5 separate regions of the Mus musculus genome follow, and regions 2, 3, 4 and 5 are each linked to region 1. A link is a contact called in public Hi-C and HiChIP or PLAC-seq data. All regions are on one chromosome and are shown on one strand. The core of a region is the stretch at or near the end of the contact, and the rest is flanking DNA. Distances in the headings are between cores, read along the strand shown.

Region 1 (3,543 bases), core at 673-3,172:
AATGGAGCACAGTGGTGCGCGCCTTTGATCCCAGCACTCCGGAGGCAGAGGCAGGTGGATGAGTTTGAGGCCAGCTTGGTTTACATAGTGAGTTCCAGGCCAGCCACCCTGTCTCAAAGAGGAAGAGGAGGGTAGAGAGCAAGAGATGACCGCTGAGGCTCTCAGGCCAGCTAGTCTAGCCTACGTGCTCAGTGCAGCCCAAGGTTGCCCTCTAGTCCACACACACACACACACACACACACTCCCCAGGCGGGATGTAGTGATACCCACTTGGGAGCTGAAAGCAGGAGAATGAAATGTTCAAAGCTATCCTCAGCTACAAAGTAACCTCAAGGCTAGCCTGGGCTACATGAGACCGTCAAACACAAACAATCGAGAAAGGAAGGGGGAGGATAAAGAAAGCACAAAAACCAGACCCAAAGTAACCAGAGGGAAATAATAAAGGAACAGGAACCAACAAAGTAGAAAGTGAAAACTAAGGCAACTACTCCTGGCTCTTTAAGATGAGTGTTTGTTGGGTTCCCCTCATGGGTCAGGCACTGAGTCACTGGGCATACGCAATAAGCACAAAGGACAAGAAAATCCCGGGTACAATCCCTTAATGCACGCCGTCACCACAACCATCCCTTCTCCCCAGCTTATCTACTAATCAACATTTCCTACTCTTTAACCTTTTTTCAGTCACCCTCTCCTCCTTTTCCTCTTCCCTCCTTTTTGATACTGGGTCCTTCCAGGCTGTCCTCGGACTAGTGATCCTCCTGCCTCAGCCCCTCGAGTGCCAGAATGACAAGTGTGTACCATCACACTCAGCTAAACTAAAACCAGGGATTGGAAGGTGGTAGTTTGGGAGAAGCATTTGGCTAACAGATGAATCTAGCCTCATAGAATAGAGTTTCTACATCTTATGTAGCTCTGGCTGGCAGGGAACTCAATCAGGTGGCCTCAAATTCACAGAGATCCACCTGCCTTTGCCTTCCAAGTGCTGTGAGAGCCATGACACCCACCAGCTCAATTTCTTAACTGCAGGGTCAATACTGGACGTGTCAGCTTCAGAGACTCAGGGCCAAGAACTAGTTTTGAAATCAAAATCTGGCTTATACAAGAATAGCCAAAGACCAAAGACTACATCTGGAAGTAAGAGGTAAGAAGATGTGGGAACTAGAGTGGTCGGAAAGGTTCAGATCCGATTTGGGGATCAGGAGCTCAAATTTATAGAGTTCAAAAAAGGTGAGACACTTGACTGTGTGAAAGCGTACCAGTCTCACAATTTAGTGTTTGGGGGTTAAGGGCCAGGAAGTCCAGCATCGGAAATCAAGAGTTAGGAACGAGACGATACGAAGTCACAGGAATCGTAGGCTAAAGGGGACTCAGGTAAGATCCCAGGGCTCAGTCTAGTAATTTAAGGTTTACTCACGTGTCCCCATCCTCAGTGACGTAGCCAAAGACTAAGGGCGCCCACGACAGCTCTGGGCCAAGCTCTGCGCCCAGACCTGGTCCTCCGGGAGCCGCTGCGTCGGGACCTAGAGAGCCCAGGCCGCTGTCGCACCATTCATCGGCATCCGCAGTTTTCCCCAAGCACGCGACCCCGGCCATGGCCCCAGCCACCTCGGGTGGCCCCCTGTGGTCGCCTGCCTGTCGCTGGGCTCTGCGATGAGCTCCAGTGCTTCCGCCCTATCGGGAATTCCCCAACACGCCCCCTCATATACCCAATCAAAATGTTTTAAATAGCTACACCCCGCCCCTGTACTGCACCACAGCCAATCAGAAAAATGAGGTGGACATTCGCTCGCTGAGTTTCCCCACATTTTCCAGACGCCCTTTATCAATATGGCCGCCGGCGCCAGGCTTTTTGGGATTTGTAGTTTGATAACATGAGAGGCACATTGTACGAAAGCGGTTATGGGGATCGCATTGCCTGCCGGGAGTTGTAGTTCTCTATCCTATCTCGGCCTCTTCTTGTTTCCGCTGCCGTCACGGGACAGAGCAGTCGGTGACAGTCCCGAGGGCCCCCACCCCGTTCCCATGGCCGAGCCGGACCGTGAGTTAGGGGCCCTGTTGGGAGGGTGGGAGGGTCGGGCCGCGCCGGGGCCTGGCTTTGGGCTGCAGGCCCCGGGGCCCGAGGGTAGGCTCGGTGGGGCGGGAGACAGGATCTACCTGAAGGGAGTGGGATTCGGAGGGGTGTTGCTAAGTGGTCCGTATTACTAGGTTGGTTGGTTTCTGGATTGTGAAATGTAAGGGTCCGATTGTCAAGTTCTTAATGATCGCATTTCTCGTACTTTGGCTGCTGAGGACCCTCGTTGCTAAGGACCAAAGTTACCACTATCCCGGTTGCTAAGGTTGTCTGTTGTTAAGGGCAACTGTAGGATGGGTTCCGGGGACCCCTGTGGCCCCTTACTATCTCATTCCTTCAGTTCTTGTGCCTCTCCTAAACCTCCTACCTTCACTGCATCTCCTCTCCCACACTCAACTCTCAGCAGAAGTATCCCTACTTACGTCTCTTGAAAAACTTAGCCCTCCCTCATTCTCTCGACTCGCACATGCTACCATATCCTGCTTAACTCTGAAACCTTCCTTCAGTCCAGTCTCGCCTGCTTTCTCCTCCTAAAGATTCCCCTCCTCAGCCTTTTCACGTCACACATACCTCCACTCTAAAATATGCCTTTTCCCATCTCCGATAGTTTTACTACCATCCCTGACTCTGAAATAATTAGGTTGGTGGGTCCTCTTGTCCTCCACCATTGTGAGCCCTTCTGCTTAACTCTTTCCCCGCACTGTAACCACGTCTGCTCCCCTCCTCCCCAGCCTCTGACCCTCTGGAGACCCAGGCAGGGAAGGTGCAGGAGGCTCAGGTGAGATGGGGAAGGGGTGGAGGGAAGGAGAGACTTGGTTCCACGTGCCGCACTGGGGGGAGGTGGCAAGGGAAGGCTTTTACCCAAGGGCCCTTGGCTTATGGCCCTGATCCCCAAGCCCATCTGGGGATTAGTACAATCTCCTGGGAGAATGGTGGCTTCTTGGGACTGTCAAGGAAAATGTATAGCCTCAACCCCTGGTTCCCTTCCATATCGTCCTCGTTTCCTACTGTTGCCCATCCCATCCTCAGCCCCTTCTGAACCTCATTTGTGCTGGACCTGAAAGAGACGGTTTTCCAGTTCAATCCGCAAACTCAGATCCTATGAGGTGGGGGAAAGGACCCTATAGGGCACGTTATAAAAGTATCGAAGCTGGGTGTGGTGCCAGCCCCCTGTAATGCCAGCACATGGGGGGGGGCAGGGGAGGGGGGAAGTGAGGTAGGAGGATGGAGAAAGGAGAGGCAGCTTGGGCCATATGGTGAGACCCAGTCTCAAAAAAGGAGGGAGGAAGGGAGAGAGCATACCCCTGGAGTACCGGGCAAACTCTGTGGGTCAGAGATTATAGAAGATTCTAGCCAAACTCTCCCCTGGTGGAACCCACAAGCTGATCTAGGAACAAGACCAAGATATAGTCACAGTGTCGTATAAGTGAAGTGATAAGGGATTTTCTTAAATGAGATCGGAGGTGGTGTTC
Region 2 (3,543 bases), core at 423-2,922, 1.6 Mb after region 1:
TCTTTCTTCTTTTTTTGTTTGAGACAAGGTCACTCTATGTAGCTCAGGCCCCTGGAGCCAGGAAGAGACGGAGGCTGGGGTATGTAAAGGGCACAGGTTCAGTAGGTCTTCTGTAGTTACTTCCATAACTCTGGAGTTGAGATGGCACCATGATTAACAGGGTCACCTCGGGGCTGCAGGTGAATCCTTGTGGTTATTGCACTTGCTTGGCAAGCACAAGGCCACAAACAGAACAAACAACAAACATATGTTGTGGTAGAACATGCCTGTGATCTGGAGGAGAAGGGAGGAGTTGCAGGCCATTATCCCTTACATGACCAGTTTGAGGCCTGCCTGGGTTAAGTGAGTCCATGTCTTAAAAAGAACAAAAACTAAAGCAACCAGGATCACCTTGCTAAATAAAACTGAAGCTGAGAGATGAGCAGAGAGCTAGCCTCCTGTGATGGGGTTACGCAAGTGAGGTCAAAGTCTTATGTAAAAAGTGTCACAGAATCTTTTTCTGTCACACACCAAGCCTTAGCTGGGTCCCCTTTGCTCCCACCTGCCTCTTCAACCTTGGCATGGCCGTACATGCCTATAATCTCAGAGTTTAGAAGGCTGAGTCTGAAGGAGGTGAATGCTGAGACCAGCCTAGGCTATATTATATAACAAGACTCTGTCTCAAAAGAAAAAGCAAAGACCCCTAATAAAAGAATCAACAAGATTGTTAAGACAACAAGGAAGTGAGCACACCTCACTTTTATTTCCTTTATGCAAGAATCCTGAGGACTAACAGGAGTAGGGACTAGGGATTCTCCAAGAGTCTCAGGCTCATCAGCTGAGATGAGCTAGTGTAATCTCCCTCATGAACCCGGTTCTTCACAACGAGTCAGACTGCCAAGTTTCTCACGGTTCATCAGGGTATTCTATTAAACGAGCGCGGCAAAAAGTCTGTCTTCTCCACGTTAAAAACAGCAAGGGGCGGGGAGTGAGGAGGTGGGTGTGTTCTTAAGAAGTCAAGAGAGCTGTCTGTCAAGAGGTGCCACGGCCCCGATGGGAGGAGAAAGTGCGCCTGTGCTCTCTCTTTGACTTTGGGTTGGTGTATCACAGCATGTCTTATGCAGTCCGCCAGTGCCACAGAATGCCCGGAACCTCCTTGGTGAGGGAGTGTCTGATCTCTCACTATGCATCGGGAAAATTCGGTTATCTCTCAAGACATCTCAGCTTCCATTTAGATGAGTTCACGATCCTCCCCAAACTGTCAGAAGGAACCTTCCTCTAGGTCTGTCTGTCACCGTCCATCGGATCGCGTCTCCCGCGCCCCTGTATCTTCACAAGAATTCTTTGGGGCACCACCATCATCCAGCCTGGTCCCCGGGGCTGTCGCGTCGCCGGGCTCTTCAGCCGGACCCCGCGGGCGCACGAAGGTACCCATGGCCGTGGCGTGGCCCGAACGCAGCAGCTGTAGCTGGCGCCGACCCCGGCGATACAGATACTCGATACGCAGCACGTCGGTTCGCGGAAGGCTGGCGTGCTGCCGGAACTCGGCCCGCACCCGCGCCTCGGCGCCCGGCGTCCCGCGCCCGGCGCGCAGCAGCTCGCGGTACAGGCTCAGAACTTGCCTCTGCAACCGGCTGGGCCGGCTCATGACCGCGGCGTCGCGGTGAGGCCCCACACTGGCCGGAAGGACCGCCCCGACACACAGTGCTGAGAAGCTAACGGGCAGGGCTACTGGCACGTCTGCCAGAAGTCCCGCCTCCTGCTCACCGGCGCTGCCGCATCTGATTGGCCAGTACTGCAGTACATCTTGGCTGGCTCTGGAAGTGGGCGGAGTCTCTGGTGCTCCGGGCCACTCTAAAGAGTAGTTTTTGAGTGCCTTACAGTCCTGGATATTTCTGAACTTGAGTGGAAGCATGGGGAAGGGCCTAAGCGGTTAGACTCTGGAAAGAGTGTAGGAGGAGATAGTTCTGAGCCCTCGGAAGATTGAGAGCGAAGGGATCGAACCCGGGGCTCACCAGAAGGCAGAGGGATATTGGGAAGGGATGAGCAGTTTTTAAAAAGATCTTTACTATTTTGGGGGCTGGAACGTGCATAAACTGACGACATGACCGCTCCGTGGTACGGCCAAGCGAAAACTTTTTGTTTGTTTGTAGATATGAGAGAGAGGACAGCCAGAGGCATCTAGAAGAGTCCAAAATAGAGAGGAAGTAGACTGCATAGCCAGGGCTGTCTGCGAGAGGGGAGAGAATATTGTTGAAGTTAAGGATTAGCCACACAAACCACTGGGAGACACCAATGTCAGTAGGGTATCGGAACGGTTTACTGAACACACATATCAACACTGATTAATCAGGGATGCACACCCTAGCCAGTTTTCAGGGCCAGTTTTTATATGGGAAAACCCACGAACAGGTGCATTTGGCTATCTAGACAAAGCCGTACTGTATGACCTTTAAGCTGATTGGCTGGGTCTAGAGGCAGGAAGTCTAGGGAATTTCCATAGGTCTCGAGGCTCCATACAGCAACATGATGTTATAGTCAAAGAACATTAGGTCAGACTAAGGTCATGAGCTACAAAATGAAGGTTGAGGCAGTATAGCAGAACTATTGTCAGGTTTAAAACGTAATAGCAGGAGATAGTGAACAGAGAAAACAGAAGGAGGAGAGAGTGTAGAGAGAACAGTGTGAATATCAGGATAGTGGGAATGAGTAAGTATCTGGGGGAGGGAAGCTAGTGAGCTGGAGGGAATTTAGGGGATTGGAGTTTTAGTCAATGTTCAGTAAACAACTTAAATGAATCTGTCTCATCTTTCTTATCTATGTCTTAATAATAATCTGTTTTACCTGGTGGTGCAGACATTTAATCCCAACACCTGGGAGGCAGAGGCAGACATCTCTGAGTTCAAGGCTAGCCTGGTCTACAGAGTGAGTTCAAGGACAGCCAGGAAAACCCTGTCTTGAAACACAAAACAAAACAACCCCTCCCCCAAACTCCCAAACCCCGTCTTATTATTTTTCCATCTAAGTTGTTTGCTGAACTCTTACTTTATGCCAGGAACAACTCTACATACTTTAATGTTTAATTGTTTGTTTTCTATGATTTATGCTGTACAGGGCCAGAGATGTATCTTCCATTCCAGAGTGCTTGCTTGCTTAGCATTTATGAAACCCTGGGTTTGATCCGACATTGAATAAAACCAGCTTGTGGTGCTGTACCTGTTATTCCAGTCTGGATACATAGCCATACTCTTCCCTCAAAACAAAAACAGCAAAAAGATTCTGAAGTGGTCAGTGCTGTCAACTGTATGATGGCCACACCAGTGCAGATATGTCTTCTTTCAGCTTGCTCCTCTTACTGAATCCTCTTGATTCTCAGGCTCCCTCTGGGTTTTAAACTTCCGTTCATTTCCTATCAAGTGGCTCTTTACCTCTAAGACAACTTCATCTAACAGGCTTGTTTTATTTTCCTGTGGCCTCGAGAGTCACAAAACTTGAAACACATACTGTCCCCCCTGTCCCTGCTCTCCCTAAGACTTTCTGACCTGGAACCCCTCCATCTGCCTT
Region 3 (3,543 bases), core at 572-3,071, 1.5 Mb after region 1:
TGAGGACACCGTGGAATTGTTCTCTCTTCCCTTTGCGTGGGTCCAGGGACTAAACTCAAGTTGACAGCCTCCATGACCAGCCTCTGACTTTTTTTTTTTTTTTTTTTTTTGTTGTTGTTGTTGTTGTTTTTCGAGACAGGATTTCTCTGTATAGCCCTGGCTGTCCTGGAACTCACTTTGTAGACCAGGCTGTCCTCGAACTCAGAAATCCGCCTGCCTCTGCCTCCCAAGTGCTGGGATTAAAGGCGTGTGCCACCTTTTTAGTTTTTCATTTTTAACAGAGTCCCACTGCTTCTCTTAGGCTTGCCTCCTAACTCCTCCTGAATGCTGAGATTACAGGTGTGTTGGGCCCACCATAGGCCACGGTGGTGGATGACACCTTCAGTAAAGATTTGGAAAAAGGAATGGACAGAGTTTAGCAGGGAGGGAATGAGTAGGGAAGGTGGGGAGAGGCTGAGGGCAGAATGATGTGAGCTGATACACACAGAGGCCTTCTGTGTTCTTGCTGCTCTCAATCGGGCCAGAACTTGATGGCTCACCTCAGTTCTTTACAGTGTTATACTTTTGTCCTCTCCATGGAACATTCTCTAGATATCAGCTCAAATACCCATTCCTCAAGGAAGCCTCTTCAGATATCCCCAGGTAAAGCCTGGTACCTCTGATGAATTTCCCGTGAGCTCCCTCCCCCTAAGCCAGTTCAGACAACTCTGGTTTGTCACTGTCTACTGAATGTCTGCTTCTGACCAGGCTGAACTGGGGCTTCCATGTGGCTAGAGCCTATACTGGTTATCACACTGGGCAAAACATGGTATTTGTTGAAGAAATAAATTAGTGAATGAATGTGGGGCGGGTCCCGGGAAAGGGTGTCCTCACATGGATGCGACAGCCGTCATCCACAGGATAGGAGCCCAGCAGTGCATCCTCCTGATCCAACTTGCTGTAGAACTTGTCGTCTGCTCCATATAGCTCCAGTTCCATGCAGGAAGCAGGGCTGCCCACCACCAGCTCCAGTTTACACTGCAGTAAAGAGGCAAGATGAGGAGAAAGGCTGTCAGAGGCCTCATCTTCAGACTTTGATCAACAAACAAGTTCCAAAAAGACCCACCTTGGACCAGTTCCTTCTGGACCCGCCCCCTCGGCTCTCTGGAGTGTCTGATTTTTCCCGGGTCCTGCCCCTACTCGGTGGACTCTGTTCTCCGGGGCTCCCAGGCCTGGGAGGCTGGCTGTCAGTCTCTGCAACCTTCCCTCCAGGTTCGCCCACTAGTTTTCAGCCCCCTACTCCCTTTTCTTTGCCCCGCCCCTCCGGACCCCGCCCCCACGGCCACACCTTGAACTCTGCGATGGTGAGGCTACGACTGTATCGCTTCTCCGAACGGAAGCTGTTGAGGGAGCTGCTGATGAAAACCATCACGGTGGGCGCCGATATCCCCGTCACCTCCATCTCGCTGCGCCCCGGAGTGGCCCGCGGTGCGGTTCAGCCGTCTCACACCGGCTCCGCAGTGGCCGCCGCTGCTTCTGGGATATAGGTCCCGCCCCTTGTTCTGGAGCTGACCAATGCAAGTTCTCCACCTAACATGGCCAGCCAATCGCTGCTGTTCTTTCTCCACGGACAGGCGGATTCTCGGGTACGTCCAACCAATCCCGAGAGGCCTTCCGTGCACGGGAAGCAGGAGAGGAGGGCGGGAGGAGGCCGAAGCCGGGAAGAATGGCTGGAGTTGTCCCGGTCCGCCGAGTGTAAGTTCGGCGCATGTGCACTGGCCTTGGGCCAAGAAGAGAGCAGCGGATTCTCTCGTTCACGCTCAGCGCCTTGCGGATGACATCGCGCATCATAGTCCCAGCCCTTGTCCTAGATCCATTCCACTCGGAGTTGGGAAGCAGGTTCCGAAATCGGGAGTGAGTAGCAGAGGGTATCAAAGGATCGACGCAAGCCGTCAGCCAGACATCCATAAAAAAAAAAATAAAAAAAATAAAAAAATAAGGAACCCGCGCATGCGCGCAGCATCGCCCTAGTTTGGTGCAGCTTCGGTGTGCGACCCTTCCCGCGTTCCGTAGCGCGCCCGCGCAAGCGCAGAAGGCTCAGCAGCCCAGTCGCTATGGAACCCGACGGGACGTACGAGCCTGGCTTCGTGGGTATTCGGTTCTGCCAGGAATGGTGAGGCCCGGGCAGTAGGTGTGGGAAGGCAGTGAGGACTGGCTCCAGGGCTGACCTCTGACCTCCCCTCCCCACAGTAATAACATGCTGTACCCCAAGGAGGACAAGGAAAATCGCATTCTGCTGTACGCGGTGAGTACCGGCAACCCTCTCGCCCGCGGGTTCACGCCTTCCCTGCGCGCTCCCTGCTGGCTCCCCCACGCTTTCGCCTCTTGACTACCCCTCAGCACACCCTCTCTCCCATGTTGTCCATGCCCTCCTTGGGAACACCCTGCCTTCCTGTCCAGTCTTGTTGGAGATCTGATCTGTTTGTGACACTCCTCCCACATGCTCTCCCGTCTGCAGTGCCGGAATTGCGATTACCAGCAGGAAGCCGACAACAGCTGCATCTACGTCAACAAAATCACGCACGAAGTGGAGTGAGTGGCGGGACCTCGCTTGGGGCACGGGTCACCTCTTAGGACACCCGGCCTGACCGCTAATTACTTCCCTATGCCTGCAGCGAGCTGACCCAGATCATCGCAGACGTGTCCCAGGACCCCACGTTGCCCCGGACGGAGGACCACCCGTGCCAGAAGTGAGTACGCAGCTGGCATAGGGAAAGAGGAGTGGCTGTGCACAGAGAGGTCTTTCGCGGTTTAGTAACTGAACCATTCCCTCAGGTGTGGCCACAAGGAGGCAGTGTTCTTTCAGTCACACAGTGCCCGAGCTGAGGTGAGTGGCGGCTGGGTGCTTGGGGGGGTAGGGGTGGGGGGGACACGCCAGTTTTGGGTTGATCCTGTTTACTCAAATCAAGATTGGGAAAGTTTCTTTGATCGTTTCTTTTGGTCCTCACACTATCCTCTGGGTCCAGACCCTGACTGAACGTTCTTATTGCTAGGACGCCATGCGCCTGTACTATGTTTGCACTGCCCCACACTGCGGCCACCGCTGGACTGAGTGATCGTTCCTTCTTCCACCTGTAATAAATGCCAGTTTCTACACTAGTGTTTCCCGTGTTTATTTCTCTCGTGGGTAGGGAGCAGCCAGTCTTATCAGGTCGTGCGGTGTAGGGTGCGGTGCTGCGCATAAGCATCCGGCCGAGAGCTGGTGAAGCCACAGTCTTCACACACGTGCAGCTTCTCCCTGCGCTCCCGGTAAGCGTAGCTGGCTGGCTGCCCGTGCACCTTGGCAAGGTGAGCTTCCAGGGAACAGCGCTGGGTGAAAGCTTTCCCACAGGCTCCGCAGCGGAATGGCCGTATTCCTGTTAAGATGAGCAGAGAGGGCGATGGCGGCCTTGGAGCGTAGGCTTCTGGCCTTGCCACTCCCTATCTTTATTCCTAGCTAGGCAGACACTTATGTTTGTGGTCCACTAGCCATCTGCTACTTCTGCTTAAGGCAACAGGAGCCAG
Region 4 (3,543 bases), core at 642-3,141, 1.3 Mb after region 1:
AGTGGACATTAGCCATAAAGTGCAGGATAACTAAGCTATGATCCACAGACCAGAAGAAACTGGGTAATAAGGAGGTCCAAGGGAGGGTTTGAGAATCCCACTCAGAAGGGGAAACTAAATAATCATCAGAGATGTATGGAGAGAGGAAAATGGGTAGGAGAGGGGGTGAGGATCGGAACAGGGATGGCGATCAAGTAGGGAGGGCGAGAGAGGGCTGGGAGAATGGAAACCAGCGGTGGGAGGGGGGGCATCTCTGGTGACTAGCTAGAGCCTTGGGAAGGAAGAGGCTACAGGGAGCCTATGGGGTGACTTTAGCTGAGACTCCTACTAGAGGAGAATTATAGAGACTGATGGGGCCACCTCCTGTACCCAGGCAAGACTTCCAGAGGCAGGGGGACGGGACATCAATCCACTCCAAAAATCTTCAACACAAAATTTGTCTTGTTTATAGAAAGTGCAGGGATAAATATGGAGCAGAGACTGAGGGAACAGTCATCCAATGACTGCCCCAACTTGAGACCCATCCCATGTGAGAGAAACTAATTAACTCTACTAATGATACTCTTGTGCTTGCAGACAGCAGCCTAGCATAACTGTCTCCTGAGAGACTTCACCCAGCAGTGGATGGAGGCAGATGCAGAGAGCCACACTCATCAGGTGGAGCTTGGGGAGTCTTGTGGAAGAGTATGGGATAGAAGTGAGCAAGCCAGAGGGGTCAAGGATACCACAAGAAGACCCAGAGTCAACTGACCTGGGAGCATGGAGGTTCACAGAGCCTGGGTCACCAACCAGGGAGCATGGAAGAGCTGGACCTAAGCACACTCCCCACCCCACGCCTACACGTTTGTAGCAAGTGTGAGCTTGGTGTTTATGTGGGTCCCCCTAAGAAGTGGAGCGGGGGTTGTCTCCATCTCTGTTCCCTGTCATTGGATCACCCCCTACTTCGACTGCCTGATTGTGCTTCCTAGACCTGCTGGGACTAGGTGCCCCAGGGAGGGGTGGTACCCAGAGGGACTCTCCTGCCCAGAGGACAAGGTAAGGGGGAGATGGAGGGAGGGATTTGTAAGGGTAGGACTGGGAAGCGAGGAAGGAGGGTGGCTGAGATTAGGATGTAAAGTGAATTTTTAAAAGTAAACATTAAAAACAGTTGGAAATACTCATATGGCTACCCTTAATAGTCGAGATGTATAAATGCTTCAGATCCTGAAATATCAAACAGCACAAAGACTCAGTTAAGCCGCTATCCCACTTAACACGGGGAAGTCCTACACAGCTGTCCAAATAAACAAAGTAAAAGACAAAGAAAAGCATGATAGCTCACAAATGAACCTCTAAAATGAGCAAAGGCTAAAGAAGAATGCACGCAAGATACACATTCAAAACTTCACACTCACAACCCACACACAGACCCACAACAGAGACACTCGGCTATCGGAAACCTACCTACGAGAAGACAGGACTACCTACTAGGGGCTCAAAAAGTAACTTAAGCACAACTTCACTTTTACCACACAGAATCCACAGGTATCTGCGCCTGCACTGTGCTGCACGTGGTCACAACATCACACAGTCGCACGCCCCTACAGAGACAGAACACTCACCCAGTCAGCAGCTCTCCACATCCACACACAATGCCGCACGTGTCCCCAGCTCGCTCCCTCCCACTCACCAAGGGGTGGTGGCCGCCACGGTGTTAGCAGAAACTGATGCTCATCACCAGTCCAGCCCCTTAGCGCCGCGATCACTGTTCACAAATTAGCCGCACAATTCCGACTCCTCTGCCGCACAAAGCCCAGCCTCGGCGTTCGCCCCGCCTCCTCCCGGGTTCCGCACCAAAGGCCTTCCTTGCAAGCTGCCAAAGCCCTGCAATCCTTCAGTGCACCTCCCCTCTTGCCAGCAAAGCTCTGAAGTCACGCCAGGCGCGTGATCTTCCCGCGAGAAGCCAGGGAGCCCTCTGGGAAATGTAGTCAGTCCGAGGGAACGCGGCAGACAAGATGGCTCCCGATGGGCGGGGCTTCTAACGGTCCCTCAGTGTGGTGGACGAGCGGAGGACACCCCAAATAGAAACGCATCCTCAGGATACATGGAACCCTATATCAGCTTCCACTACTGCATTTAAAATCATTCAAAAAAGTTAGGAATCTGTTGATTTCCCGGACTTTTGGTATTATCTGTAGAGGATAGACTGCATCAGGAAAGGGGCGGAGAACTGGTAGGGGGCGGAGTGTGATTTGCATAGTAAGCATAATCATGCGGCTGAGACTTCTAGTAATATAATTCAGTGCAATACGAAAAAAAATATATTGAAGGGGGAAAGTTATCTCAATTTCTCAGAGAGCTAAGCCTTTGCTTGGCCACCTCTAGCGGCCGAGTTTCCCCCCGCCCCAGAAGTGTGCAGGAACAGATCTCCTCCGCAGATGTGTGACTTGTTCTGGACATGCATTTGGCTTGGTACTCATTAGCAGGTCCTGTAGGTTGAAAGGGTGGATACCAGGACCACACCTTGGATTCCCACATGCTTCTAATGCTAGCCCGCAGGAGGAGCAGGAGGATCAGGGTCATCCCTGGCTACTGAGAGGTAGTTACATTAAAAACTACAGTGGAACACTTGGAGAAAGCATCTTCCTTTGAAGTGATTTCCATAACCAATAAATATACCTAGTCCAGGAGATAACAAGTCAGTCGGTCTGAAAAAGACATTAAAGTTGGGGCTAGAGAGATGACTCAGCGATTAAGAGCACTGGCTTCTCTTCCAGAGGACCTGAGTTCAATACCCAGCCACCACATAGTGGCTCACAATCATCTATAAGAGGATATGATGCCCTCTTCTGGCCTACAGATGTATATGCAGCAGAGCACTCACATTAAATCTTTTAAAACGACATTGAAGTTAAAAGACTACATCTCTGTATAAATCAAGATTTTCTCTTCAGAAAATAGGGACAACACGGCTTACCTCACTTCTCTGTTAATTGCAAAGCTGCCACAGTCCTAACGAAATAGATACTATAAAGACATGAAGATCTTATAAGGATATGAAGTTACCCAGAATAGAATGGAGCTGAGGGAGAGCTGCCGGTAGACTACCCCAATGATAACGGGTATACTAACCAGGCATGTTAGAGGGAAGTGAAGTTTGGGATTGCTGGGTGCGGAGATTTGAATGAGCTGGCTCATAGGCTCATACATTTGAATGCTTAGTCATTAGTTTATGGAACTGCCTGGGATGGGTTAGGGGATATGGCCATGTTAGAGGAGGTGTGTTATTATTGGAGGGTGGGCTTTGAGGTTTCAAAAGCCCATACCAGGCTCAGTGTGTCTCTGTCTCTCTCTCTGTCTGTCTCTCTCTCTGTCTCTGCCTCTCTGTCTCTCTCTGTTTTCTGCAGAGACATTGTAATTCCTAAACCAATGATGACATCAGCCACCTATTAATTTCCCACACTATTATATTATCCTGATACTGTTTTTTCAGTCATCCACGATTTTCCCACTGACCTGGGATACTGCCACAATAAATTACCAATGCTCCGTGAATTCATTCAT
Region 5 (3,543 bases), core at 616-3,115, 1.2 Mb after region 1:
CATAAACTTAACTCCTGCTTTCCTCCTTATGTTGGTTGTTAGGAAGGGAAGTGTCAGGGTCAGGCTTGTAACCTGGAGGTGCAGATCTGGTGCCAGAAGCAGGTTTTGTTGGGGGGTAACCTGGAAACTGGTAGGCACAGGTCTTGTTGGGGTGTAGCCTGGAAACTGATGCTAGCTATTGGCCTGTTAGCTAACTTTAAGTTCCACCTTAGGTCAGGTTCTCTAAGAGGAGACGGAGTCTGAACCCAAAAGGTTTGGTCTCTCATTGCAACCTAAATTTTATTTTATAACTATGAAGGTAAAGATTCTGTTACTTACAGTATTCATTGCTATCCAGGGTATATCTCTATTCCAATATTACTGAAATACTGATGCATTGATTATTTCAGTAATATTGTAGGATGTTAGAACTTTACATTGGGTATAATTATTTAGATTTTGGAAGATTTTAATAAGGATATGCTTGTTAACATATCAACTCCACTTCTAAAAGCCACCCGAAGAGAGGGAGGAAACAAGAGGAGGTATGAGGGAGGAAATGGGGTACATTACAGCATTGCCAAACAGTTCTGCATGAACTTGGTTTATAACTTCAAGAGGTTGAAAACAGAAATTAATCAGGATATATATATGTGTGTGTGTGTGTTGTGTGTGTGTGTTTAAATGGTATACACTTGAAATGTGTAATTGTTGATGTCAATATGTTAACAACATCAATGGTTAAATAAGAGCCGTAAGTTACAGAACTGTATATATGATGTTACTGCTCTTTTTTTTTCTTTTTTTTAGATTTGTTTATTTTATGTGAGTACACTGTAGCCATCTTCAGACACACCAGAAGAGGGCATCAGATCCTATTAGAGATGGTTATGAGCCACCATGTGGTTGCTGGGAATTGAACTCAGGACCTCTGGAAGAGCAGCCGGTGCTCTTAACCACTGAGCCATTTCTCCAGCCCGTTACTGCTCTTTTAAGAGGCCATGCTCTTTATATGAGCACATAAATGTACGCGTTCATGCTCACGAGTGTAAAGAAGTCAATTTGTCAGGAGCTGCATGACTGACTAGGAGAAATAAATAATTTTTAGTCTTTGGGCTTTTCTGTATCTTGCTATTTGGGAAATGGAGTTGGGCTGCAAGGCAAATGAATTTCGCCTGTCATGTACACAAGACAGTTTGTCAATACAGGAAAATAGTCAAGTCCTGGAGATACTGATGCTTCATATAAAAATATTTTCAATTATTATAAACGGCTAAAGGTAGCACTCGTTCAAACGCGGTCTTCACACATCTCCACACAATCCTACCCGCCTAACTTCCACCCACAGAGTTTTTCATTAATGCATTCATTCATTATCTCAGCCATCACATGTGCACCCACGTTCGTAAAGGCACATAAAGGATAACGAGCAAATTATAGTCACATCACGGCTGCTGCAAACCGCAGGCATCCCGTCCTCTACCCACACCCGCGACCGCTCTACAGGGCCCTGGCTTCCACCCAGCACAAAGAGTCCTGGCCTCCAGCTCACGGCTTCCGGGACTCAACGCTGAGCCGGGCCACGGGTCTCGATCCCCCAACCCGACGCCGCCCAAGGCTCACAGCCTCCGGGCTACGGCCTGGTGCTGCTAGGCTGGGAAAGAAGACCCACAAACCTGGGTCCGCTAGGCGCAGGGTAGCACTTCCCAGAGGGCCGCGCGGCTCGCCGGGCGGGTCTGGCCTTCGGCGTGCGAGTCAGGAGAGTGGCCAAGGCTCGGGTAAGGGCGCGGCGCTGCGGCAGGGGGACCGGCTTGAGCCTGGGCGGGTTTTGTAGCAGCGGCTACCCCGCGGCCTGGCATTCACAGCCTGGGGGTGCAACTTGCAACTGAGAAGAATCCGAAAGGATCCCTTGCGTTCTTGCTTTGAACTACATTTCCCAGAGCCCTTCGCGGCCCGAGACCTGTGCTCACCCAAATGAAAAACTGGCCCTCGGCTATGAGACTTTCAGGGTTAGGGAGTCTGAGCCAGGAAGAGAGCACGGCTGAGTTTGTTTAGTTCCCTTGGATCAGGGCTCTCTCCCGAGATTGTCTACCTCTTTATGATGGGGATGGTCCTCCGGAGTCACAAACTCTTGGTAGCAGGCAGAAGGAGGAGTTACGTGAATACGTGTGTGTGAGAACTAGACTATGGGGTCAGGGTGTGGAGTTTATAGAGTTAAGAGACCTTGAAGTTCAGTGACATTTAAAACTGTGTGAATTTGCAACCACTTTTGTAATCATGGCTGGGTGTTCTCTTGCAGCGTTTCATTGCTATCTTCCAATTTTGTCAGAAACATGCTTTTGTCTATACTTCGTAGACTCCTTGTTCTGACCGACAGTGTTACTGGACTGTTAACGTAGGATTGTAAACACCATTGCTGAGCAATGTCTACATACTAACTAGATCCTAAGGAAACGGAGCCATTTACTAGTCAACTAGACCCTTGTACCAGTTAGCCGTTCTCTCTCCATCAAAACAAAACAATCACCACTGGGGAGGGGGACGTTATTAGATATACGTTTTTACAAATACTTTCCACCCTTGCTGTAGGAGTAATTTGTCCTTTTATTGTCCTGATAATACTCTTTAGTGAACAAGGGTTTTTTGTTGTTGTTGTTGTTTGTTTGTTTGTTTTAAAGGTTTATTTATTTCTACTTGACGTGTTTTGAGTATTTTGTCTGCAGTTCATGCATGCAATACACAGAGAGACCAGAAGGGGGCATCCGATTCCCCGAAACTGGAGTGGCCTGTGCTTGTGAACCACTCCCTGAGAGTTCTGGGAATGAAACATGGGTCCTCTTCAAGAGCAACAAGTACTCTTGATGCCTAATCTGTCTCTCAGCCCCTGCTTTAGATAGATAGTATAGTGTACATAGTTCCTTTATCATAGTATTTAAGCAACATTATTTTATTTCACACAGAATATAGAACTCTAAGCAATAGTTTGTTTCTCTTTTCCTTTCATAATATTGTTGCTGTCAAATAAACTTCTTGAATTTGCCATCGCTTGACATGTAGCCCAAACTGGCCTCAAGCTCAGATAAATCGCCCAGCTTCTGTTTGACAGGCCCACCCCCATCCTAACTTTTATTTTCTGTCTATCCCAGCACCACAGATAGCTTCTCCCATACAGTGTTGGTTCCTAATCAGACACCACAGAGAATTCCATACACAAACACATATCCATGATTCTAACCCTTCAACGTTTGTCCGACTCAATCTGACACTCTCCACAAATCTACCACAGCACATTTAAACATCACAAATATCATATATACTGTGAACACAATCAAGCACACATGACTCCAGAAATGTTTGCCTAACCCAGCAAATCATGTTTTCCACTGTTACACTCCAAGAATTGTGTACATACATACACACTCAGAGAGTTAGGTATTATTCTCAAAATCTTGAAATTTTTCCTGAAGAAAAATACTATGTGTTTGAATGAAGTACAGAGTCAGATGAAGACAATACGGAGGGCATGGCTGAGTGGCAGAGTGCTTGCCTGGCATGCTTGACAAC

What was found. Hi-C and Micro-C count contacts between places; a contact is called where the count stands out from the background. HiChIP or PLAC-seq counts read pairs in DNA pulled down with a chosen protein or histone mark.
Region 2: a Hi-C map of B cells shows a contact between it and region 1, with 7 read pairs. The contact joins the promoter of Sdhaf1 here to the promoter of Sirt2 in region 1.
Region 3: a contact with region 1 is called in an H3K27ac HiChIP or PLAC-seq map of bone marrow-derived dendritic cells, with 10 times the contacts expected there. The contact joins the promoter of Polr2i here to the promoter of Sirt2 in region 1. A contact is called at or near these places in 5 of 39 promoter capture datasets (cranial neural crest, frontonasal cranial neural crest, hippocampal neurons and 2 more) and 1 of 115 datasets of contacts at active chromatin or transcription factors (bone marrow-derived dendritic cells).
Region 4: an H3K27ac HiChIP or PLAC-seq map of microglia shows a contact between it and region 1, with 5 times the contacts expected there. The contact joins the promoter of Zfp566 here to the promoter of Sirt2 in region 1. A contact is called at or near these places in 1 of 39 promoter capture datasets (pre-B cells), 3 of 484 Hi-C or Micro-C datasets (B cells, CD4 T cells and erythroblasts) and 2 of 115 datasets of contacts at active chromatin or transcription factors (astrocytes and microglia).
Region 5: a contact with region 1 is called in a Hi-C map of B cells, with 7 read pairs. The contact joins the promoter of Zfp74 here to the promoter of Sirt2 in region 1. A contact is called at or near these places in 1 of 39 promoter capture datasets (neural stem cells), 1 of 484 Hi-C or Micro-C datasets (B cells) and 2 of 115 datasets of contacts at active chromatin or transcription factors (astrocytes and embryonic forebrain).

Annotation. Positions count from the first base shown.
Region 1 is chr7:28,764,830-28,768,372 of GRCm38.p6, forward strand. Sirt2 (sirtuin 2) reads left to right here and starts at 1,923. Exons shown (of 16, transcript NM_022432.4): 1 at 1,923-2,038; 2 at 2,803-2,849. The coding sequence starts at 2,023. It overlaps Nfkbib (nuclear factor of kappa light polypeptide gene enhancer in B cells inhibitor, beta), which reads right to left and starts at 1,815. Exons shown (of 6, transcript NM_001306222.1): 1 at 1,415-1,815. The coding sequence starts at 1,593.
Region 2 is chr7:30,320,703-30,324,245 of GRCm38.p6, forward strand. Sdhaf1 (succinate dehydrogenase complex assembly factor 1) reads right to left here and starts at 1,673. Exons shown (of 1, transcript NM_001033140.3): 1 at 707-1,673. The coding sequence starts at 1,627. The coding sequence ends at 1,271.
Region 3 is chr7:30,230,253-30,233,795 of GRCm38.p6, forward strand. Polr2i (polymerase (RNA) II (DNA directed) polypeptide I) reads left to right here and starts at 1,822. Exons shown (of 6, transcript NM_027259.1): 1 at 1,822-2,152; 2 at 2,230-2,284; 3 at 2,498-2,571; 4 at 2,655-2,729; 5 at 2,815-2,866; 6 at 3,033-3,135. The coding sequence starts at 2,094. The coding sequence ends at 3,095. It overlaps Tbcb (tubulin folding cofactor B), which reads right to left and starts at 1,945. Exons shown (of 6, transcript NM_025548.4): 1 at 1,328-1,945; 2 at 874-1,017. The coding sequence starts at 1,441. Ovol3 (ovo like zinc finger 3) reads right to left here. Exons shown (of 4, transcript NM_001289817.1): 4 at 3,045-3,395. The coding sequence ends at 3,187.
Region 4 is chr7:30,088,619-30,092,161 of GRCm38.p6, forward strand. Zfp566 (zinc finger protein 566) reads right to left here and starts at 1,892. Exons shown (of 4, transcript NM_152814.2): 1 at 1,670-1,892.
Region 5 is chr7:29,952,200-29,955,742 of GRCm38.p6, forward strand. Zfp74 (zinc finger protein 74) reads right to left here and starts at 1,866. Exons shown (of 6, transcript NM_178384.4): 1 at 1,656-1,866. It overlaps C230062I16Rik (a long non-coding RNA gene), which reads left to right. Exons shown (of 4, transcript XR_003946630.1): 1 at 1-1,757.